Regions from separate parts of the Sus scrofa genome. Here region 2 is linked to region 1. Evidence: chromatin contacts called from public HiChIP or PLAC-seq data. All regions are on one chromosome and are shown on one strand. Each heading gives the region's core, a stretch centred on a gene start, on an enhancer-like site or on the middle of the called end of the contact. The rest is flanking DNA. Distances are from core to core; before and after follow the strand shown.

Region 1 (3,904 bases), core at 469-2,968:
CAGATCCCAGCTGCATTTATGACCTATGCCACAGCTTGTGGCAACACTGGATCCTTAACCCAGTGAGCGAGGCCAGGGATTGAACCTTTATCCTCATGGAGACCACATCACGTCCTTAACATGATAAGCCATAATGGGAACTCCTCCCTCCCCATCTTAACCCTCAAAATCCACTCCTGCACATATTCTTCCCAGTCCTGCCAATGTATATAAGCTAGTACTAGATTTTTTTTTTTTTTTTGTAAAAAAGCTATTTTCTTCTGGAACAGGGACTGTATTTCTCTACTCAGTGAATAGTGGGTCATGGCCATAGTTACTGGTTTGTGCATTATAAGGGGAGACTTGGTGGGTTCTGAGGAGGCCGCATCATCTTTCTAGGCATCTGCCTCAGGTGAGATCTTTACAAGATTGTCAGGTAAGAGACATCCTTCTCCTCCAGCTGGAGGAGGGGCCTGCTTCAGGAGACAAATTAGCCATGGAATTTCATTTTGAGGGTCTGCTTTCCAGGACCATTCCTGGTACCAAATGCCTTTGGGTTTCCTTAAAAGCAATGCCTGAGATAAGAGCTTGGGTACAGGTGGTCTATTTGGGAAGTGACCCTACAAACCATGAGTGGCCAAGTAAGAAGAATGAGATGGTGACAATAGAGTGCCTTATTCAACCCAACCTTATATGGGCAACAAGGGACTTTTGAGAAGAACGAAGAATGCCTCCAAAAATTAGCCATCTGAGGGATGGAAGTCTGGAACGTTTATCTACTGACTCTCCCGCTGTGGCCTGACCTGGCTCATGTGGGCAAGCCAGCTCCTGTGGCTCCTAGGAGCAGAACCCAGGAAGACATGCAGTGGTGGGCACTTGAGGTAGGAGGTTGGCTGCAGGAGCAGAGAGAGAACTCTTGACAATAATCATAGCTACAGTCAAGATGGGGAGGTAAAGACATACAGACTTAGGAAGGAAGTCTAAGCTAGAGATACAGATGTGAAAATTGGGCAGAGGTGATATTGAAAATGTAAGAACAAATGAGATCATCAAAGAGGAGGAAGAGAACACAAAAGAACACCTATTTTTAAGAGGATGGGAAGAGGATTCAGGAATGAAGACTAAGACTTGATGGGAGTTACGAATGAAAAAAGTGTTTCCTTAACTCTTTCTCTCCTCTTGAAGAATATTACATGATTTTATAACTGCTGCCTTGAAAAAAAAAAGTGATCTGAGATGTGAGAGAATCAGGAGAGTGCAGTATCATGGAAAACAAAAGAAGAGAAATTTCTCAAAGGAGTAGGTGGTTGGCATCTTCAAATACCATAGAGAAATCTACCAAAATAAATACTTGAAAACATTCCCTGTATTTATCAATAAGCAGGTCATTTTCACCACTGTCTTTGTAAGTTCCAGTAAGGTAGTAAAGGCAGAAGCCAGCTTACAGTGGGTTTGTAAATCAGATGAGAGGGAGTAGAGACAATCAGTATGGCAACACTTTAAGGTGATTCACTAAGAGGTAAAGAAGAGATTCAGTATTCAGGATTTAACAGGAAAGGGAGAGGTTCTTTCTTAGCTGGGTATTCAGGTTTCAAAGTTGTAAATTAGTCACTTCAAAGATTTTTTTTTTTCTTCTTTTTTAAACTAGTTCAGTGGACTAATTTTTGTTGAGGAGTTAGTTCTTAAGCAGTTAATAGGCGATTCAGATGCTCTAGGAAATGCCATCCTTTTATTTATCTCACCACTTCCTCTTACAAAAGGAAAGACTTGGGTTACAACTTGGTTGTGTTCTGTTCTAAGCACCAGAATTCAAGTGGGGTTGCCCAGAGCCCGGAAACAGGAGGAAAAAGTCATTAAAATAAACACAAAGCTTGTTTACATATTCGCAGGAAACTTCCCACGACCTATTAAAATGGAAACAAAGAGCTCACATTCAAGAAAGGGATGCAAATGTTGAATTTCTCTTAACCCACGGAGGCCAATTTCTTTACAGCAAAAAGCCCACAAAAGAAAATTAGTCAAATGCACTACTGTTTTCTCTGGCTGCCAGCTTTTCTGCATCTGGTCACAACGTTGCACTGATTTCCCCCCTTCTTAGAGGCAGGCGGGAGCTTGAAATTCCCTGCTGAAGCAGAGGGCATCCGTGCAGGGGCACATCATGGGCAACTGCAGTGTGACTCACACTGTGACGCTGGGAATCTTGGGAGTTGAGCTGAGGACAAAATGGGAGGGATTTCTCTGCCCCCGGACTGGACTCTCAGTGTGTTCACACACCCCATTCTTCATGAGAGCTTACTGCTTGGCTAAAAGTGCCTCATGGAAAAAGATTATGAAGCCTATAGGCAAGTTAGTGCTTATTGTCTTCTTTCTATCCTAACTTCCTTTCTTGGCGTTGGGCTTTACTGTTTTTTTGGTTTGTTTTGTTTTTGTTTTTTCTGAAGTTCCCCAACTTTATATATGAGTTTATGAGAAATTTTCTAGCTAAGCTTGGCAATGATGATATTAGAATTTGTAGAGCAATCACAATTGGGCAGTCCAAAGAACTATGTGGAACTTAATCTCCGGAACACTTGTTAGGAGATATTATTAGGTTTAAGACTGATATTCAATTGCGGGAAGATCTGAAAGGCAGTTTCCCCCCTCTTCCTTTCCCTTCCTTCTTTCTCCCCTTCTTTTCTGTTCTATTTTTCCTCTTCTTAACATTACCATGTCTGCCCTGATGGTCTGCTTTTCTCACAGGGCTATTATGGGATTAAATAACACATAGGAGGCTATTTTAATTTTGTTTGTTTGTTTGTTTTTGGCCATGCCCACAGCATGTGGAAGTTCCCAGACCAGGGAATGAACAGGAGTGACAACGCTGGATCCTTAACCCGAAGTGCCACCAGGGAATTCTGGAAGCTGTGTTATTTTGCTTTTTAGGGCTGCACCCTATGGCATGTGGAAGTTCCCAGGCTAGGGGTCAAATTGGAGCTGCAACTCCCAGCCTGCACCACAGCCACAGCAAAGTGGGATTCCAGCCTCATCTGCAAAGTACACCACAGCTCATGGCAATGCTGGATCCCCAACCCACTGAACGAGGCCAGGAATTGAATCCACATCCTCATGGATACTAGTTGTATTTGTTTCTGCTATATCACAGAGGGAAATCCCAGGAAGCTATTTTAAATTCTGTGAAGCCCTATGGTATTTTTTTGTGATTATGATGATCACTCCTGTGCTATTTTGGAAGGAAGATCAAAGACGATACCACCGATAGAAACACAACAAATGACACAGATATTTCTTTTACCCTGCATATGAGCTGAGATAGTACTGGTAGTGGAAGTGTCATGTTGTTTTAAAACAATAGTTTTTTTCTTTTTTAGGGCCACACCTGTGGCATATGTCAGTTCCCATGCTAGGGGTCAAATTGGAGCTGCAGCTGCGGCCTATGCCACAGCCACAGCAATACAGGATCTGAGCTGCCTCTACAACCCATACCACAGCTCGCAGCAATGCTGGATCCTTAACCCACTGAGCAAGGCCAGGGATTCAACCCGTATCCTTGTGGATACTAGTTGGATTTGTTACTGCTAAGCCACGATGGGAACTCCAAAACTAATTATTGATAACAGTAGTCATATTTTTGTCTCAGTTCTACCTGCATCAGGCCTTGTGGTGTGTGCATATATCTACCCATACCTATGTTTATAGCAATTACAGATTTGTAGGATTATGAGTCATAAACTACAGTGGGTTCCTCAAACTGTTTACTGATCTGTGGATACTGTTAGGTGGGATAAGATAGGGAATCAGACGCAGGTGATTCAGAATAGGCCGTTTCTCGTTACCCAAAACAGGAGGCCTGTGATCACACAATAAGGACACAGGCAGATACCAGAGGCATCCTCTTTGGAGCACTTCCCTATACAAATGAGACATG
Region 2 (3,904 bases), core at 539-3,038, 74 kb after region 1:
ACATATATTAAAGATGCATTTATAGCCAATTTTTACTTTTTACTATTTTTAAAAATTTTAATGATTTTTATTTTTTCCATTATAGTTGGTCTACTATACAGCAAAGTGACCCAGTCTCTCACACACACACACACACACACACATATATACATTATTTTTCTGGCATTATCCTCCATCATGCTCCATCACAAGTGACTAGATATAGTTCTATAGCCAATTTTTAAAACTTTATTGATATCCCAAATCCTTGAGTGATGTGGTAATATGAAACATTTTGTTCCACTACATAAAATCAAAGTAGGACTTTGAAAAACTTTTGGTTTCCAAAGGAGACAGTTTGGGGGGTGGGAGGATGCACTGGGGGTGTGAGATGGAAATACTATAAAATTGGATTGTGATGATCATTGTACAACTATAAATGTAATAAATTCATTGAATAATTAAAAAAATAAAGAATGAGTTTATGTTAATCAATAGTATCCTATGTCTAAATGTACTAAGTAGTGTTCAATTAATGGAAATGCCTAAACAATGTAACAAAAAGGAAGGGAAAAATATATCTAAGTCATTGAGTGAGAGTGAGAATGAGTTCTGTTTCTTGTCTGATTGATTCTGGAAGTTTCATATATATTGGAAAAAGTTCTAATAAATTACAATAATGTTATTTTGCATAACTATTAAAAACAAAGTAGGGTTCCTTGCCACTGGAAGATATGACCTTGACAAATTGCGACCCTGTTTGTGATATATCATATCATTATAACGCAGAGGCATTAAAGACATCTAATTAATTCTTCTCTTCCATGAATTTTGCCAAATTTCTTTTGACTAGTAATATAGCATTAAGTTATTCTTGATTTTCTAATTTGATGACTGTGATGGAGTCCACCCATCCCAGATTTTATTTTACCTCTCTTGAAAAAATTTCTTTCTCATAGGGAGTTTCTGCTGTGGTGCAGTGGGTCAAGGATCTGACATTGCCACAGTTGTGGACATAGGTCACAGCTTCAGCTCAGATTCTGTCCCTGGCCTGGGAACTTCCATATGCTGGGAATGTGGCTGGGGGAAAAAAAAAAGTCCTCTCTCATAGCATCTTATAGTTTTTATTATTATTTTTGTTTCACAATGTGTTCTTCACAGAGATTATTACAAATAAGCACAATGAAGGCAGAAGTTTATCTTTCAGTCCTGTCAAACTGTATTCTCTAGCATCTAGCATGGAACCTGGCAAATGTTAGGCACTGAAACTTTTTTTTTTTTTTTTTTTTTTTTTTTTTTTGCCATTTCTTGAGCCGCCTCTGCGGCATATGGAGGTTCCCAGGCTAGGGGTTGAATTGGAGCTGTAGCTGCCAGCCTACGCTAGAGCCAGAGCAACGCAGGATCCGAGCCACGTCTGCGACCTACACCACAGCTCACAGCAACACCAGAGCGTTAACCCACTGAGCGAGGGCAGGGATCGAACCCTCAACCTCATGGTTCCTAGTCGGATTTGTTAACCACTGCATCACGATGGGAACTCCTGAAAAATATTTTTTGAATTACTGAATAAATGTACTGCACTTTTAAATCCTCTGTGTGTTTGGGTTTGTTAGAAAACAGAAATCACTCTCATATTTTGTGTAGGAAAACATTATAATCCAGAGCATTGGAATTGTTGTGGGAGAGAAAGTCTGGAAGATTATTATTCAGCAAATTTGAAAATGCAGGATTGCTGGAGAGCTGACATCAGTGAGCCTAGCTGCATGGAGTAGTGAAGCGGGTTATTCCCAGGAGGATGGCTGTTAGCCCCTGGAAGCTTCTGTAGATGATCTCAGCTCCTGCTTATAGCAGGTGATTCCTAGGAGAAGTGCTCAAAGCCAAAGAGTGCTGCCAACAATGATCTCATCTGCCTGCAGACAGCTGCTACTGAGAAAAATGGCTTCTTCTCTTTAAAATCTTCATGAATGTCTTACTTGTAGGATCTGACCTTGAATGCTACTGGAAAGGGATTCTGGGACATGTAGTTCCACAATGTAGACAGGATGAGAGTAAAGTTGACAAAAGGCAATTGAGCACAGTGAGCCATTAGATGGGCGCTCCTGATTAAAGAACTAGACTGTAAATTTCATGACAAGAAAGATTTAATTCAGTGAAAGACAAGCATCGTATGATATCACTTATATGTGGAATCTAAAAAAAAAGGATACAAATGAACTTATTTGCAAAGGGAAACAGATTCACAGAATTTCAAAGACTTGTGGTTACCAAAGGGGACAGATAAGTGGGGAGGGAAGCACTGGGGGGTTTGGGATTGGTATATGCACACTAAGGTGTATGGATTGATTGGCTAATAGGGACTTGCTGTATAGCACAGAGAACTCTATCCGATATTCTGTGATAATCTACATGGGAAAAGAATCTGAAAGAGAACGAATGTGTGCATATGTATAACTGAATCACTTTGTTGTCAGCAGAAATTATCATAATCTTGTCAATCAACTCGACCTCAATAACACACAAAAAAATCCATCTATCCCCAGCAGTTGGGTGCTTATGGCCGCGAGGACTAGCTGAGCAGCACAGAACCACACTCCCCTTCCATAGCGTAGACTTGTTTCTGGGACGTGGCTGCCCATCCATTTTCCCCAGCTTTCTGTGCCTCTAAGTGAGACTATGTAACTAGTTCTTGCCTATGCACTATGGACAGAAGCGATGGGTAACTAGTTTGAGTTGAAGGGGATGGGTGCCAGGGTCTCGACTTTCTGAGGTCTCTTTCTCTTTGCTTGTTGTCTGGCTGAGTGTAAAGCATTGAGCAGAGGACTCTGAAAAGACCCTAGGACATGGCAGAGTCACTCATGGAAATATCTGGGATTTTGTCATTGTTTGGATAAAAGCTGCTGAATAGGAATGTCTGATTTGACTTTGAATATTAAGATCTAAATCAAGTAGTATAAAACCAATGAAATTTGGAGATTACTGTTATAACAGCTGGTCACTCCCAAATGCTTAAGAAATACCATGCCCTTTGGAGTTCCCGTCGTGGCTCGGGGGTTAATGAATCTGACTAGGAACTATGAGGTTGCGGGTTCAATCCCTGGCCTTGCTCAGTGGGTTGAGGGTCCAGCATTGCCGTGAGCTGTGGTGTAGGCTGCAGACGCGGCTTGGATCCTGTGTTGCTGTGGCTCTGGCGTAGGCCGGTGGCTACAGCTCCGATTAGACCCGTAGCCTGAGAACCTCCATATGCCATGGGAGTGGCCCAAGAAATGACAAAAAAATAAAAAGAAAATAAATAAATAAATACCATGCCCTTTGCTTAAGGATGAGGGCCTGACAGGCAAGCTGCATTCTGGCACTCTTTGTGTGCTTGTTAAGTTCTCACATACTCCCCAAATGTTCAGAGATATGACAAGGCAAGATTGGTAACTAACTAGAAAGGATCATCGCATTGTTAGAAACTGAAAACTTTGTAGCAGTTTCCTGAACAAAACTTCAAACAATCACAAAATGTGATAAGTGGTGTCATCAATAACTAGCTCACATGATTAAAACTCAGAACTCCTGTTAAATTCTTGAGGCAGTTTTGAATTTCTACTCAATAAACTAAGTGAGGGCCCCAGGAGCCTGTAATATACCTGAAATTGCAAGCTAATCTTGTGACACCGTCAGGTGCTAAAAATTAGCCAGGATATTATTCTCTGATATGTTTCAGATCCTTCCACTAAATCATTTTAATCCTAGCAGGAGAGATTAAAATAATATACAACAACAACAAAGTGACAGGCATGATATTAAGTGCTGGTTTAAGCCAGGAACCACAGGCTGTTAATTCCATACACATAACAATAACTTCTCATTAATTATTATTATCCCAACTTTACTGATGACAAAACTGATGCTCAGAGAGATTAAGAAACATGCCTCAGGC

The links. HiChIP or PLAC-seq counts read pairs in DNA pulled down with a chosen protein or histone mark.
Region 2: an H3K27ac HiChIP or PLAC-seq map of skeletal muscle shows a contact between it and region 1. The contact joins two enhancer-like sites. A contact is called at or near these places in 2 of 47 Hi-C or Micro-C datasets (embryonic fibroblasts and heart right ventricle) and 2 of 2 datasets of contacts at active chromatin or transcription factors (alveolar macrophages and skeletal muscle).

Annotation. Positions count from the first base shown.
Region 1 is chr8:116,591,428-116,595,331 of Sscrofa11.1, forward strand. All of the region lies in intron 3 of LOC110262179 (a long non-coding RNA gene), which reads left to right. Among named protein-coding and RNA genes, the nearest start is that of TET2, 46 kb to the left of the region's middle. Within about 2 kb of position 1,719, at least 34 of the 83 cell types and tissues checked have an H3K27ac peak or open chromatin away from gene starts, as enhancers often do. A contact at or near this core is called in skeletal muscle, where this site is marked.
Region 2 is chr8:116,665,198-116,669,101 of Sscrofa11.1, forward strand. No RefSeq gene overlaps it. Among named protein-coding and RNA genes, the nearest start is that of TET2, 120 kb to the left of the region's middle. Within about 2 kb of position 1,789, at least 1 of the 83 cell types and tissues checked has an H3K27ac peak or open chromatin away from gene starts, as enhancers often do. A contact at or near this core is called in skeletal muscle, where this site is marked.